Linked DNA regions of Zea mays: region 1 is linked to region 2. Evidence: chromatin contacts called from public Hi-C data. All regions are on one chromosome and are shown on one strand. The core of a region is the stretch at or near the end of the contact, and the rest is flanking DNA. Distances in the headings are between cores, read along the strand shown.

The links. Hi-C and Micro-C count contacts between places; a contact is called where the count stands out from the background.
Region 1: a Hi-C map of ear shows a contact between it and region 2, with 5 times the contacts expected there. The contact joins the enhancer-like site here to the promoter of LOC103627372 in region 2. A contact is called at or near these places in 13 of 25 Hi-C or Micro-C datasets (bundle sheath, ear, endosperm and 3 more) and 2 of 3 datasets of contacts at active chromatin or transcription factors (leaf and seedling).

The regions. Positions count from the first base shown.
Region 1 is chr5:183,663,944-183,666,643 of Zm-B73-REFERENCE-NAM-5.0, forward strand. No RefSeq gene overlaps it. Among protein-coding and RNA genes, the nearest start is that of LOC103627373, 4.1 kb to the left of the region's middle. Within about 2 kb of position 1,443, at least 17 of the 20 cell types and tissues checked have an H3K27ac peak or open chromatin away from gene starts, as enhancers often do. A contact at or near this core is called in bundle sheath, ear, leaf and 3 more, where this site is marked.
Region 2 is chr5:183,589,098-183,591,797 of Zm-B73-REFERENCE-NAM-5.0, forward strand. It overlaps LOC103627372 (plant intracellular Ras-group-related LRR protein 2), which reads left to right and starts at 1,422. Exons shown (of 3, transcript XM_008647663.3): 1 at 1,422-2,321; 2 at 2,689-2,700. The coding sequence starts at 1,623. It overlaps LOC100276844, which reads right to left and starts at 1,295. Exons shown (of 2, transcript NM_001150551.1): 1 at 1,065-1,295; 2 at 571-960. The coding sequence starts at 1,202. The coding sequence ends at 808.

The DNA of each region.
Region 1 (2,700 bases), core at 193-2,692, 75 kb after region 2:
GATGCGTTTTATGACAACCTCGTGCGCTGAGAGATACATTCGGTCTATATTCGTTATTATGAAAAAGATGGACGATTTACGCTAAAATTCGTACTCATTTACGTTGTTTTGGTTCATGATTTACACTTAAATCTGTCCGAGCTAGAACCCGCGCACGACCGGTGGCGCGCGATTTTTGCGCCGTAAATTTGGGCTCCATTCGCCATTACGAAACAAATATACGATTTACGGTAAAAGTTGTACTAATTTACAATGTTTCAGTTCACGTTTTATGCTGAAATCTATTCGAGCCAGAACCCGCGCTCAATCGGTCGCACGCCATTTTCACGCTGTAATTCGGGCCTCATTTGCTGTTACGAAATAGATATACGATTTACGCTAAATTGTGTACCCATTTACATTGTTTTAGCTCACGTTTTACGCTAAAATCTATTCGAGCTAGAACCCGCGCACGATCGGACGCACACGATTTTTACGCCGTAATTTGGGGATGCATTTGCTGTTACGAAACAGATATACAATTTACGCTAAATTTCGTACTCATTTACGTTATTTTAGATCACGTTTTACACTACAATCCGCCTGAGCCAGAACCAGCACACGATCGGACGCGCGTGGGTATACGTGAGCCTGAGCCAGAACCAGCACACGATCGGACGCGCGTGGGTATACGTGAGTGGGGCTTCCCGTACTAATGGCTTCCATTACCTCCTCTATCTATATATATATTATATATATATATATTTTCTTACTTCCTGTTAAAAAAACAAAAAAAAGGGAAGAAGCACTCTGCTTGACCAGCCGGGCCCGCAAATCAGCACTCCTCTTCTCCCCCTCCTTGCTGCTGCCAGCTAGGGCGTCAGAAGCTTCTTCTCCCTCCGTCCTCAGCAGTCAGCACTCGTGTGCGCATGGAGCTCTGAGCTCTCCCCAGCACCTTGAGACATCCCATCTTTGTGCCCCAGCCACCGCACCGTCCCCCACTAAGGACTGGAACCCAATGCCCCGATCACTACACCCTTGCTCCTCCCACTCCACCACAGAGAGCCGCCCCCTCGTCGGGTCCCGGGCTCCACCATCGTTTCACTAACGCCAACCTATTTAAGAGACTCACCTAGAGCTCCCTCGCCCTAGCTCCCTGGAGCATCTCCCACCCTCCTCTCCACCTCCACACTCGCCTCCTCGAAGCCACAAGACGTCACTGTCTTCCCTCTTTGTCTTCCCTGGGGACCGATACTCGCTTTGCTAGAGTGTCCTCTTGATTCCCCGCTCCCTGTGTCTAGGAAACCGAATTGCTGGCGAAGAACCGCCGGTGAGCCACGCCACCGCGACGGCCCGGTCTGGTCAGATCGACTGTCACCCGGCGCCTCTCGCGCCGTTTCCTCTGCCACCGCTGCCATAGTGCCATGTGGGCTCTACCCAGCGTCATTTCCACCTGTCTCCCTTCTACGTGGGCCAAGTGGGCCGTGGCACCCCGAGTGGCCGACCCAGCTAGGCCAAATGGCCACCGACCAGCCCATATCCCTTGATTATTTATTTTCCTTTTCGTTCTCAACCTTTTTTCAAAAAAGGAGGAAAAGTTCGATTTAATTCAAACATATATATATATATATAATATTACAATTATATTATGCCCTTCATCTATGAAAATGGTTGATGTATTGTTCTCACTGTTTATGTTTTTAGACGAAGTCGAGACTGATGTTCTAAAAACCCTAGCTCTTGAAGAAGTCAAGTCCGCTTTGCCATTGATGCATAAATGTCCCAGCCTTTTACGTTCCATCCTATGCTGGGGAAAATGGAGGTATCCTTGCATTAAGTGAGTAGAGAGTTGCTAGCCCTGCATTAGTTATTCATTATTCTTCTTCGACAAGAAGTAGAGAGGAAGTGGTATTTTCTAAAAAAGGGAAATTTTTTGTGAAAATCAGAGTAAAGTGTTTGATTAACACCATCACCACCATGAGCTGGATGGTCGGGACTCCCTGGTCGTGGGAGGGCTCAAAGAGAAGTTAGCTTAGCCGGATTAGGCATGAGCGTGGTGGACTGTCCCATCTCGCTTAAGGACCAGTTTATCATTTATTTCTTGCCTAAACTCTCAAAAGTACAACCACTCGAGGTTGTATGGACAACTGCTCAGTTTGAGTCTACATGGGCCGAATCCGAGGGTTATTGACGACTGGGGAGCACTAGGAGGAAAAGGAAGGGGAACATTAGCGTCTTGGTTTGGGAAAGATGGTGGACTTGTTCCTCTCGATATTACCGCCAAGGTAAAGCCGTATAGGGGAGGATAGAATTTCGGTACTCAGATCGCACGATGGTGGGATTGTAGAAATTGAACTAGTAGGTAAAGTGCACACCACTGCAAAAAGTCAAAAATCTATTCAAATAGTCTGTGTCCATTAGAATGGATGAGTATGGTATGGTTACCACAAATAGAATATTTAGGTGTTCATTCAAAAAAGGGAGTGCGTGTATGTGTCATCCCAATTAAAGGAGTTTATGTACCACGGGGGTGAGGTGCCCAGTGGTGTTTCATAAAAAGGTACTCTTTTCTAGTGATACTTCAGGGTTTAAGCCACTTTTTCCAAAATTAAACAAAGGAGGGATTTGAGCACCAACTCCCACTAAAGTGCATGTGAATTATATAGGTCTCTCACCTTAAGGGTAAAAGTCGATTTGCGGAGTACATTTGTACTCACTCAT
Region 2 (2,700 bases), core at 172-2,671:
GTCAGAGCTTTGGAGTTTGGATCATCAAATGTTGATGAAATTTTACGTACAGGTTCAGTAAAAGGAGAATGAGGAAAATGAGACACAATGTATTCGATATTCATAGCTTCAAAATACGCATACCTAATAACACAGTAGACAAACTGGTCTTATTAAATTAGAGAACTGAAAAGTAAATAAGCTTTTTTGGGTGTCAAGTATAGAAAATCAACAGGCAATCAATGAAAATTAATAAGCACATTCCAGCAACACACTGACAACAAACACTTTATAGTTCAACTGCTAAGAGGACACTCATATAGAACACTTTGTTTTTTTAAAGGAATCCTCGATGTGAATGTCTAGGTTAATGACACCTGACAATTACAGTACTTGAGTGTTACTACGGCAAGTCGACATTACTAATAGCTCAATTTAATTCGCTCCTTGATGTCTCTTTTCTGTAAAGCAGTGCTTCAAAATTTTCATATAAGAAGATTCGACCACAAAAGAAATAGAACAGTGTAAGAATCTTGACAAGGATTTGTTGGTCATGACACAAACAACAAAATGGTAAGAAGTAGCAGTATCTGGCACAAATAGAGGAAACTAATATAGCATTTAAATTGGACCGATTAATCATGTACTTGTTTCATACACAAGGTCCACACGACAAGGACATGCTCAGATCCTGAGAACAGACAGCAGCAAAATAGGGTAACAGCGTATCTAGATAGAAGGAGCAACTCAGGGATTGCGAAATACAGACTGGACAGCGGGGATGACGACGCTCAAGGACGCCGACGAAGCACGGGGGAGCCACCTGGGTCAACCGGTCTCCTGGTCGAAGTCGTCGCCGTCAGACTCCTCGACGTTGTCTGCATCGTCGTCCTCCACCTCAGCGTCGTACTCCTCCTTGGTGTCGCCCGTGGGCTTCCCGATGATAACCAGGTGGCTGTTGGTCTTCCGGATCTCGTTCAGCTGAGAGGCAAGCAAAGGGAGAAACAAAGGAAGCGTCAGTCAGTCACCCCGTCGGCATCGGGAGCGTTGGAGAAGGGGCAAGGGAATAGAGAGAACCACTGCACCTTATCCTCGAGGTCGGACTCGGCCATGGAGAGGAGAAGCTCGTCCTCCTGGGAGGTGGCCGGCACGGGGAGCAGCGTGGACGCCGGGATCAGCGCCGGCGATGGCCACTGCCGCATCAGCGCCGGGAACTGCAGCATCTCTGCACTCAGTCGCGACCGCCGCAACTTCGTTTCAGTTTGGGGGAGGGGACCTGGAGCGGGTGTGGCGGAAGCCGAGAAATTTGCTATTTTGTCACTCTCAATTTTGGCTGCCTGTTATTATGCCATCCTTCTTACTGGCTGAAATGGGCTTTCGTCTCTGTGTGCCGCTGGCAGAAGCCCTTCTTACGGCCCATCGTAGCTGCCAATTCTCGCGTCCGGACCGGACCCCGGAACGCGCGGCCGTTCACTCAAGCTCTCGAATAAAATTTCCCGGTTTTCCGGTCCGGATCCCAAATCCAGAAATCCTACGACTCGCTCGTCCTCTCGTCTCCTCCGATCCGTTCCGTTCGCGAGCCACCGATCCCGCCAACGGGAGCGAACGAGAACGATCGCGTCGTCGTCGTCGCAGCCGCCGCCATGGATCCGACGCCGCAGTCACACCCGATCCTTGCCTACGTGCTCTCCCGCCTCCCCTCGCTGCCCGCGGTGAGGACGCCGAGGTCCCCGCGCGAGCGGGACCTCGAGCAGCCGTCCCCGCGCACGCCGTCGGGTGCCGCGGAGATCGACTTGGTGGGGCGCATGCCAGGCCTGCGCCACCCGTCCGTGCTGTCTGCCATGACCCGCGCCGTCGCCGACGTCTCCTCGGCGCGCGACGCGATCCGCCTCCTGGGGCCCCGGCCCGACCACGAGCAAGTCGACGCCTCCCGCGAACTTCTCCGCTTGGCCGATGCTGGGAAGAAGGCAGACGCCAACGCGGACGTGAAGACGAAGGATCTCGACGAGGAGAAGCTGGCCAAGTGCCGGGAGGTGGTGCGGCTGGAGGAGGACCACGAGGCGTACGGCGCCCTGCTGCGCGACGCGGAGGGGAAGCTGGAGCACGTGTACCAGATGGCGATGCACGGGAGGGACATCAAGAAGGTGGGCGGCGGTGATGGCAAAGGGGAAGAGGGTTCCGGGGCGGTGGACGAGGAGGTGGTGCGGGTGCTCAAGGACGCGGGGGAAGGGAAGGTGGTGGAGCGGGTGAACCTCGCCGATCGGCAGATGCGCCTACTGCCGGAGCCCATTGGCCGGATCCGCGGCCTCCTCGCGCTCGACGTCTCCCGCAACCAGCTCAAGGTTAGGGACTCGTACCTAAGCATTCGCGCCGTCTCCCTACATCATGCATTGTGACGTCCACGAATTTTCTGAATGAGTTGTTGGGATTGGTCGAATGGCAGTATTTTGTAGTGATCATATCGAAGTTCATTCTCCCTTGCACATTGCACAAAGTGCTTTGAAATTAAAGTGGTTTTCTGTGGAATTAAAGTGGTTTTATGAAATTCTTAAACCGATTCACATGAAAAGGTCTGTACAATTTCGGTTAAATTTTCGCGTTCAAACGGATCTAAATTAAACTACACATGTGGCGCTGTGGCAGTTCAGTTCACGGGCGAATTCCCTGTTTGGCGCCTTCAACAGTGATGTTCCTTGCTTGAATTCGCAGGTGATTCCCGAC